Linked DNA regions of Mus musculus: region 2 is linked to region 1. The links are chromatin contacts, called in public Hi-C maps. All regions are on one chromosome and are shown on one strand. Each heading gives the region's core, a stretch centred on a gene start, on an enhancer-like site or on the middle of the called end of the contact. The rest is flanking DNA. Distances are from core to core; before and after follow the strand shown.

Evidence for each region. A called contact is a pair of places that touch in the nucleus more often than the background predicts.
Region 2: a Hi-C map of bone marrow-derived macrophages shows a contact between it and region 1, with 38 read pairs. The contact joins two enhancer-like sites. A contact is called at or near these places in 7 of 39 promoter capture datasets (HPC-7-derived erythroid cells, epiblast stem cells, hematopoietic stem and progenitor cells and 4 more), 4 of 15 datasets of contacts at CTCF or cohesin (CD8 T cells, the NIH/3T3 cell line, large pre-B cells and 1 more), 8 of 484 Hi-C or Micro-C datasets (the Ba/F3 cell line, the CH12 cell line, the G1E-ER4 cell line and 5 more), 5 of 115 datasets of contacts at active chromatin or transcription factors (CD8 T cells, bone marrow-derived macrophages, embryonic stem cells and 1 more) and 4 of 9 other capture datasets (adipose tissue, embryonic stem cells, liver and 1 more).

Annotation. Positions count from the first base shown.
Region 1 is chr14:57,676,825-57,682,093 of GRCm38.p6, reverse strand. No RefSeq gene overlaps it. Among named protein-coding and RNA genes, the nearest start is that of Xpo4, 14 kb to the right of the region's middle. Within about 2 kb of position 1,958, at least 12 of the 459 cell types and tissues checked have an H3K27ac peak or open chromatin away from gene starts, as enhancers often do. A contact at or near this core is called in bone marrow-derived macrophages, where this site is marked.
Region 2 is chr14:57,768,630-57,773,697 of GRCm38.p6, reverse strand. No RefSeq gene overlaps it. Among named protein-coding and RNA genes, the nearest start is that of Lats2, 25 kb to the right of the region's middle. Within about 2 kb of position 1,332, at least 78 of the 459 cell types and tissues checked have an H3K27ac peak or open chromatin away from gene starts, as enhancers often do. A contact at or near this core is called in bone marrow-derived macrophages, where this site is marked.

The DNA.
Region 1 (5,269 bases), core at 709-3,208:
ACCACCACGCCCGGCGCTGTGGACATTTTTAATCCCAATCCAGGGTTTCTACCCCGCTTTTGACCAGTTATTTCCTGATAAAAGATATACACAACCTTAGACTCAACAACTTTTTATTGAATTTTTGTGATTTTCCCATCATGCACCCCAACCCCACTCATCTCCCGGTCCCTGTGTATCTGTCCCCTGCCCTTATAATAAATAGGGAAATAAAATAAAATAGAATAAACAAACCTTGTCGTGGACGCTGCAGTGTGCCACAGTGTCACATGGTACATACGTCTGTCCACACTTCTTGTATGTGTTCACTGCAGAGTCACTGCAGAGTCACTGGTCTCTTTTGAGGCCTCTGGCTTCTGCTATACCTTAACACTGTCAAGTCTCGAATTGAGGGTCCAGAAATAAGCATCTGAATTGATAGCCTATTTATTTATTTATTTATTTATTTATTTATACAGCGCATGAACCCCTCGGCTTCGCTTGCTCTCCCATCTCTCCATCACACTTTCATCCATCCCAGTGGCACCGGCAGCAGGGTGTCACTGTCCTGGCTTCCACGGACTATTATTTTTAAAGTTTTCATTAGCAATATTAATTATATGTAATAATGGGTTTAATTATAACACTTTCATGGTGCATATAATGTATTTTTATCATGTTTACCTCTATTAACGCTTCTTTTTAAACAGGAAAGATTAAAAATAACAGAAAATCAATTTACCAGTTCAGAATATTGCTTACTCAACGTTCCACCTGGAACCTTGGATCCTGGCTCCATCTGAAGTACTTAAATAAATAAATAAATAAATAAATAAATAGGCTATCAATTCAGATGTTTATTTCTGGACCCTCAATTGTATATAAGTGTCCTTTTGCCACCTGTTCTTTTTGTCATTGTTTCAGGATTTTTTTTTCGGGGGGGGGGGAGTTGTTTATTATTGTCGATTTGGTATTTGTTTTTGTGTTTTGTTTTTTGTTGTTTGATTGGGGTTTGTTTTGTGTGTGTGTGTGTTGTTTCATTTTTGAGACAAGGTTTCACTCTGTAGTCCTGGCTGACCTGAAATTTACCATATAGAGGATCACCACTCCTATCTGCCTACCTTTTTTTTTTTTTTTTGAGATTGGGTCTCATTACTAGTTCTGGCTGAGGCTGTCCTGGAACCTGTTGTATAAACCAAACTAGGCTTGATTTCTTGGAGATCTGCCTGTCTCTTCTCTATCTACTTCTACTTAAAGCATTAGGTAACCCAGAGGCTCCACTTGAAGTCTGTGTTTTTAATCACACTCTGTTTAGATTTTGAGACAGGGTCCTTCTCTGAGCCTCTGACTTCTATCTGGAAGGATCCTTTTGTGTGTCTACCCTCCTCCATCAAATCCTGGGGCTGTAGGCTCATACCAAGGTGCCTGCCTTTCTACATGGATGCAAGGACCCTAACTTAGGTCCTTATTCCTATGCATCAAGTGCTTTACTAAGCCATCTTCACAGCCCTTACTGTACTCTCCTTTCTTTTTTTTTTTTTAAGATTTATTTATTTATTATTTACATGAGTACACTGTGGCTGTCTTCAGAAACACCAGACGAGGACATCAGATCCCAGATGGTTGAAAGCCACCATGTGGTTGCTAGGAATTGAACTAAGGACCTCTGGAAGATCAGTCAGCGCTCCTAACCGCTGAGCCATCTCTCTAGCCCCTTACTGTACTCTTTTTTTTTTTTTTTTAAGATTTATTATTATACATAAGTACACTGTAGCTGTTTTCAGATGCACCAGGAGAGGGCGTCAGATCTGTACTCTTAAAAAACAAACAAACAAAAAAAACCCTTTCCTTTTCCTGGATTTCATCCTCCCTTATCCAGTCAATTCATTGTTAAAGCCAGGGTGGGAAGTGGGAGGGTATTTGAGTTCTAGTGACTTGCCCAATAGGAAATGAAGCATCCAGAGTTAGTTCTTTCTAGAAATTGCTGGGAGTGGGCGCCACCTGGTGGCCAAGTCTATGTAATGAGGCAAATGCTTAGGGCTGCTGGACTGAAGTAATTTACAAAGTATCAAAACTGTTCAGTCAGTACACAGCTTGGTTTTTATTTTTTAGATATTTTCATTAGCATATAGTGACTATACAAAACAATGGGCTTTGGTGGAGCATGTGGCTCACACCTGCCATGTCAGTACTCAGAAAGCTGAGGCAAGAGATGGCTGCAAGTTCAAGTTCAGCCTTGGGGAATCCTGCAGAAGATGGAGAAGAAGGATTATAGGAGCCAGAGAGGTCAAGGACATCAGGAAAAACCTACGGAATCAACTAACCAGGGCCCAAAGGGGCTCTCAGAGACTGGCATGACAACCAGGGAGCCTGCATGGGACTGACCTAGGCCTCTGCACATGTGTAACAGTTGTGCATCTTGGTCTTCATAGGACACTGCTAACAGCAGGGGCAGGTGCTTTCTCTGACTCTACTGCCTAACTTTGGGACCCTTTCCTCCTACTGGGCTGCCTCTCTAGCCTCAATAGGAGAAGATGCACCTCATCTTATTGCAACTTGCTATGCCAGGCTAGTTGATATCAATGGGATGGGGAAGGGGGAAGGACTTGGAGGAGAGGCAACAGTAACCAGAGATTGGAGCACCCACCCAACAAAGACTAGACCAGAGATCGACATCAGGAAATACCTGAAATATCCTAACTCCAGATGCCTAGATCCCAGCGTGAAACCAGGAACATGAAAAGCCAACACAATATGCCTTCACCAAAAGCCAGTAACCCTATTCCAACAGGCCTTAAGAAAAGCACAAGACGGGGGCTGGCGAGATGGCTCAGTGGTTAAGAGCACCGACTGCTCTTCTGAAGGTCCTGAGTTCAAATCCCAGCAACCACGGTGGCTCACAACCATCTGTAACAAGATCTGACTCCCTCTTCTGGAGTGTCTGAGGACCGCTACAGTGAACTTACATATAATAAATAAATCTAAAAAAAGAAATGGCTTTTCTTATTAAAAAAAAAAAAAAAAAGAAAAGCACAAGACAAGGACTTCAAAATAGCAATCATGAATATGTTCAAGGACCTTAAGAGGAATAGATCCCTAGTGAAGTCTCTGAAAAGACAGTTGAATGAAATAAAACAATTCAAGACATAAAAGTTGAATTTAACGAAAAAAAAAAATAGAATCACTAAAGAAAACTGAAACCAGGGCTGGTGAGATGGCTCAGCAAGCCAGTAAGAGCACTGACTGCTTTTCAGAAGGTCCTGAGTTCAAATCCCAGCAACCACATGGTGGCTTACAACCACCCGTAATGAGATCCGATGCCCTCTTCTGATGCATCTGAAGACAGCTACAGTGTACTTATTTATAATAATAAATCTTTGGGACAGAGCAAATGGGGTTGACCAGAGTGAGCAGAGCTCCTAAATTCACTTCCCAACAACCACATGAAGGCTCACAACCATGTACAGTTACAGTATACTCATATACATAAATAAATAATCTTTAAAAAAAAGAAAAGAAAACTGAAACCAAAATAAAACTAGAAATGAAAGATTTAGGAAGTCAAACAAAATGCTCACGAGTAAATCTCACCAATGGACTATAAGATGGAGAGGCCAGGTATAGTAGTGTGTACCTTTAATCCCAGCATTCAGTAGGCAGAGGCAGGTAACTCTCTCTAAACTATAAGCCAGCCTAGTCTACATATGCAGTTCCAGGACAGCCAGGAGCAACATGGAGAAACCCTGTCTCAACAAACAAACAAACAAACAAACAAACAAACGAATTAAATGAGAACACAGCATTTCAAACCTCCCGGGACATAGTGAAGGTGGTCCTAAGAGGTAAACTCATATAGGACTACACCAAAAAAATGAGACAGAGAGCATACTGGTAACTTAGTGACATAGCAGAGAGCTCTTGAACAAGAGATATGCTCAAAAAGAGTAGATGACAATAAATAAACTGGGGCCAAAACCAATGAAATAGAAAGAAGCAAAAAATACAAAACAACACAAAGAGTCAGTGAAACAAAGATTTGGTTTCTTGAGAAGATCAGTAGGACTGACAAACCTTTACTCAAAAGACAGAAGGAGCTGGGAGGTGATGGCGCATGCCTCCTATCTCAGCACCCAGGAGACAGAGGCAGCTGGATCTCTGAGGTCAAGGGCCAGCTTGATCTTACAGAGTGAGTTGTAGGGCACAAGACTCAAATTAATTGAGGTGAAAAGGGGAACCTTATTTCAGATACCAAGGAAATTCAGAAAATTATAAGGACATACTTTAAAAACGTGTATATCACTGTACTGGCTAGTTTTGTGTCAACTTGACACAGCTGGAGTTATCACAGAGAAAGGAGCTTCAGTTGAGGAAATGCCTCCATGAGATCCAACTATAAGGCATTTTCTCAATTAGTGGTCAAGGGGAAAAGGCCCCTTGTGGGTGGGACCATCTCTGGGCTGGTAGTGTTGGGTTCTATAAGAGAGCAGGCTGAGCAAGCCAGGGGAGGCAAGCCAGTAAAGAACATCCCTCCAAGGGCTCTGCATCAGCTCCTGCTGTCTGACCTGCTTGAGTTCCAGTCTGACTTCCTTTGGTGATGAACAGCAGTATAGAGGTATAAGTTGAATAAACCCTTTCCTCCCCAACTGCTTCTTGGTCATGATGTTTTGTTCAGGAATAGAAAACCTGACTAAGACAATCACCAAACTAGAAAAATTAAAAAGAAATGGATATATATATATATTTTAAGGATTTATTTATTATTATATGTAAGTACACTGTAGCTGTCTTCAGACACACCAGAAGAGGGAGTCAGATCTTGTTACGGATGGTTGTGAGCCACCATGTGGTTGCTGGGATTTGAACTCTGGACCTTCGGAAGAGCAATCGGGTGCTCTTACCCACTGAACCATCTCACCAGCCCTGAAATGGATATATTTTGATACAAACTAACCAAAGTTAAATCAATTTAAACAGAACCATAACCTCTAGTGAAATAGAAGCAATAATTGAAAATGTCCCAACCAAAAAAGTCCAGCGTCAGATGGATTCAGCACAGAATACTATCAGATCTTCAAAGAATTAGTTCCAATATTCCTCACACTATCCCACAAAATAGAAACAGAAGGAAGATTACCAACTCTTGTTTACCAAGTCAGCAATACCCTGATACCCAAACCCCACAAAAACTCAAAAATGAAAGAAAACTATAGACCAATATCTCTTATGAACATAGATGTAAAATGCTCAATAAAATACTTGCAAACTGAATTCAAGAACAGATCAAAAAGAT
Region 2 (5,068 bases), core at 83-2,582, 92 kb before region 1:
TTTCAGAGGATCAGATGCCCTTCACTGGCCTCCCTGGGCTCAAGTATGCATGTCATGCAAGCTCATATATGCACATAAAAATAAAAAATAAATAAACTAAAAAATAATAAACCTGTCAGAATTCACCAGACAAGACATCTGCTTCTGGGTTTTTGTTGCTGTTGTGGGTGTTTTATTACCAATTCAACCTCTTTATTAATTATAGACCTGTTCAGATATTTTATTTCTTTCTGGTTCTGTCTTAGAAAACTGCATCTGTTGAAATTCCCCCTTTTCTCCTGAAGTTATCTAGCACTGGTGTAAACTACTTATAGAATGTTTTTACAATTTTTTTTTCTGTGGTATTGGCTACACCACCTCCACTTTCATATGAGGCTTTGGTTATTAGAGTGTGTGCTCTTTTTATCTTACTTAGTCTAGCAAAAGTCTAGCCAGCTTTCCCTTTCCAGAACCTCTTAGCTCTGTTGACTTGTTCCTGGTGATTGTCAATTTTGTATTACTTCTATTCTTTTTCTTTTGTCTTTTTTTTTCTTTTTCTTTATTTTATGTATGAGTACACTGTCACTGTCTTCAGACACACCAGAAGAGGGCATCTGATCTCATTACAGATGGTTGTGAGCCACCATGTGGTTGTTGAGAATTGAACTCAGGACCTCCTTAAGAGTAGTCAGTGCTCAGCTGGGCAGTGGTGGTGCACGCCTTTAATCCCAGCATTTGGGAGGTAGACACAGGCGGATTTCTGAGTTCGAGGCCAGCCTGGTCTACTGAGTGAGTTCCAGGACAGCCAGGGCTACACAGAGAAACCCTGTCTCGGGGGTGGGGGGAGGGAAGAGTAGTCAGTGCTCATAACCACTGAGTCATCTCTTCAGCCCCATACCCATATTTCTTCTGGAGTCATTATTTCCTTCCAAGACCCCTCTTCCTTGGCTGATCATTCTAGCATGTTGAGTGTACAGTCTGTGGTAAGTCTGTGGTACCAGCCCACACCATTGTAGTCGTTCCTTAGCATTGTTTGTGCTATACTACATTAGTCTGATCTGTATTTCTATTCATCTTGAGGTTAGTTTTGTAGTTTCCCTTTTGACTTCCTCTTTCACCCAATCATTTCCACACCTCCAGGAGCTTGCTAGTTTCTTTCCGTTGATTTCTAGTTGTATCCTGTTTTGTTTAAAATATGTACTTGGTAGGATCTCTGTCTTCTAAGGTTGGTTGAAACTTGTTCTGTGACCTAACCTGTGATGTTGAATAGAGTGGCCAGGGTGATTATGCTCATCTTGTCCTGGTGATGAAGGGGAAGTACCTTAGTGTCCTTCCCGTGACTGTGATAACACCATGACCACAAGCAGTCTGGGGAGGAAAGGGTTCATTTGGCTCACAGGTTACAGTCCATCCTCAGGAGAAGCTGAGACAATGGAGAGGTGCTAAGCAATCCAACCCGCTCCTCTCCCAGGAAGAATCTCTGGGCTACAGTCTCCTTGTTGTATGGAGCCAGAGCTGCGCTGAGGGTAGTGACTATGGTCACAGAATATCGTGACTTTTCCTACTACTTCTCTATAAGTGGTTCTGCACTTGTTCAGGGTGCAGGAGTCTCTCACCTAGTTTCGAACTTCTCATGAAAAGAAAACTGTGTATTTAGCATTGTTGGAAGTGTATATCCAAGAGAGGAAGAATTCTGGTCTTTCTTTTCCACTGTCTTGCTGACATCCTTTGTCTGATTAATTTCAATGTAATGATTTGGGACAGCAGGTTAGATACGAACTTGGAACCTTGTTTGGCCACTGCCTTGCTGTGAGATGTTAGGCAGATCCAAAGCTCCACACTCGGGCTAGAGACATACTTTGAGTAGTTGCTGCTCTTGTAGGGGATCCGGATTCAGTAGCCATCACCCACATGACATCTTACAACTATCTGTAACTCCGGTGCCAGGGAATCCAAAGCCCTTTCTGGCTTCTGAAGGTACCAGGGCTTTCCTGATACACACATATACATGCAGGCAAACATTCATGCACATAAATATAAATCTTTTAAAAAGGCTTTGTGCTTAATTTTAATTTGTATCAGATGCTGTGCTGGCTAGTTTTATGTCAAGTTGACACAAGCTAGAATCATTTGCAAAGAGGAACCCTCAACTGAGAAAATGTCCCCACCAGACTGGCCTGCGGGCAAGCCTGTGTTACATTTTCTTAGTTGGTGAAAGATATGGAATGACTCAGTCCATTGTGCGTGGTGCCATCCCTGGGCTGGTCCCAGGTATGTATAAGAAAGCAGGCCGAGCCCTGAGAAGTAAACCAGAAAGCAGCTTCTACCATGACTTCTGCATCAGTTTCTGCCTCCAGGCCCTGCCCTGACTTCCCTCAGCGATGAACTGTTACCTGGAAGCATAAGCTGAAGTAACTCATTTCCTTCACAGGTTGCTTTCGGTCATAGCAATAAACACCGTATGGCAGCTGGTATTTATCAGATTGGCCATTCCACAGGGCGTCTCTGAATCCATGATGAGAAAAACCCTTTAAGGAATTTACACCGGGACCTCATCCATCCTGAGCCCAACTCCAGTTCCAGAGGCTCTGATGCACTCTTCTGACTTAAGGGCAACAAGCACATGCAGCATACATACATACATACACATACATGTACACACATGTACACACATACATACATACATACATGTACATACATGTACATGCATATATATACATACACACATGTACATACATACGTGTATATGCATACATGCACATACATGCGCACACACATACATGTACATACATACATACATGTAGACAAAACATTCACACAAACAGAATAAATCTAATTTTTAAAAAATCTTAAAACCAAACCAAACTACCAACAACAAAACACCACAAGGAAGCCAAGAGCAGTCATCTCTGAACGTGTCGACTGATCACAATTAAAAATAAAAGTTTCCGCTCCCGAAGCCTGTCCTGCCACCTGACCCCATGAACCTATTAAGAAAGAAGATGAAGAGAACTGAGCTCTTAGGTGTCTCAGCCAGCTTTCCATCAAAACAACAAAACTGGTTTCGTTAGCTTAGACAAAGGGTTTCTGTAGCTCACAGTTGTATTTCACCCAAAACCAGAAATCGCAGGCACTGAACTTCAGGGGGCAGCGCTGGATGGCAGAGACCAGGGGCCTGTGGCAGAGACAAACTTCATGTCTTGTGGACCAGGAAGCAGAGAGAAAGAGAAGGAGGCCAGGGTCTTGGTCTCCAGTGACCCAAAGGACCTCCTATTAGTCTCTACCTCCCACAGAGTCCACCATTTCTGAGTAGTGCCACCAATGGGACTTAGCATGTGGACCTCAGGGGAACATTCGGCATCCAAATGATAATACGTGGCACTAGGACACCCAGCTCAAATTCCCAGATCTGACCTCCATCTCACTTCCTTTCATATGCCCTTTTCCAGTCTTTTAAAAACAGTGGTGGGGCTGGTGAGATGGCTCAGTGGGTAAGAGCACCCGACTGCTCTTCCGAAAGTCCGAAGTTCAAATCCCAGCAACCACGTGGTGGCTCACAACCACCCGGAATGAGATCTAATGCCCTCTTCTGGTGCGTCTGAAGACAGCTACAGTGTACTTACATATAATAAATAAATTAATTAATTAAAAAATAATAAATAAAAACAGTGATGATGATAGTGGTGGTGGTGGTTTTATTGGTTTTTCAAGACAGGATATCTCTGTGTAGCCCTGGCTGATCTGTAACTCGCTCTGTAGTCCAGGTCTGTCTCAAACTCAGAGATTCCCCTGCCTCTGCTTCCTGAGTGCTTGGATTAAGGGAACGAGCCACCACACCCCACTTAAGTTTATTCATTCATTCATTCATTCATTCATTCATTCGGGTGTGGAGAGAGCGCTCATGCTACTGTGTGAGCTTTGGAGCAGAAGACGGTTGGTTCTCTCCATCCTCCTTGTGGGCCTGGGTGTGAAACTTGGGTTATCAGGCTTGGTACCAAGCACCTTCACCAACTGAACCACCTTGCCAGCCTTTACCAATCTTTTAAAAATAAGTCTATAATTTTGTTTGTTTGTTTGTTTGTTTTTTCCCTGATCAGAAAGGCAACACATGTTCTTGAAAGTCTTCAGATAAAGAAAGAGGTTGGAGAGGAGGCCTAGAGGTTTCAGAACACTTGCTGTTGCATTGTGAGAACAGGAGTTTGTATTCCAGCTCCCGAGTGGCACACACACACACACACACACACACACTGTCATATTAAACCTTCCCATGGTGTTTTCAAATGACTCTAGCCCTCTTAAGTCTTTCTTCTGCCTGCCTGTCTGCCTGCCAGCCATCTGCTCATATGTCTACCCAGGGTAGCTTTAGTGCAGAGCATCCTGTGTGGCCTTTAGCCTTCTGCTCACAGTCTTAGGAAACAGTTTTGTAGAGCTGGAAGGTTCTGTTTCCTGACACGCCCATGTCACATCCTCCTCTTGCTTTGTTCTTCTTCATATTTTTAGCTGGAACCAACTGCATTTCAGCCATGCGAAGTGCCCACAAAATACAAGGTGAAAGGCTCTGTTCGTTTAAATAACTTTCGCGGCTTCTAGAGAAGAATCTGATTTTCCAAGGTGTTTTTTTAAAAAATATGCTTCCTCACAAAGGAAAAAGTGAAAATCAGCAGCTGTCATGAATACTGTGCAAGTGGCTCTTCTCAGAGGGGCTAAGAGGTGGGGGAGGTGAGGATTCTGACTTCCTGTGATGGGAGTCCTGACTTCCTGTGATGGGGGTCCTGACTTCCTGTGATGGGAGTCCTGACTTCCTGTGATGGGGGTTCTGATTTCCTGTGATGGAGGTCCTGACTTCCTGTGATGGGAGTCCTGACTTCCTGTGATGGGGGTCCTGACTTCCTGTGATGGGGGTCCTGACTTCCTGTGATGGAGGTCCTGACTTCCTGTGATGGGGGTCTTGACTTCCTCTGATGGGAGTCCTGACTTCCTGTGATGGGAGTCCTGATTTCCTGTGATGGAGGTCTTGACTTCCTATGATGGGGGTTCTGATTTCCTGTGATGGAGGTCCTAATTTCCTGTAATGGGGGTCCTGATTTCC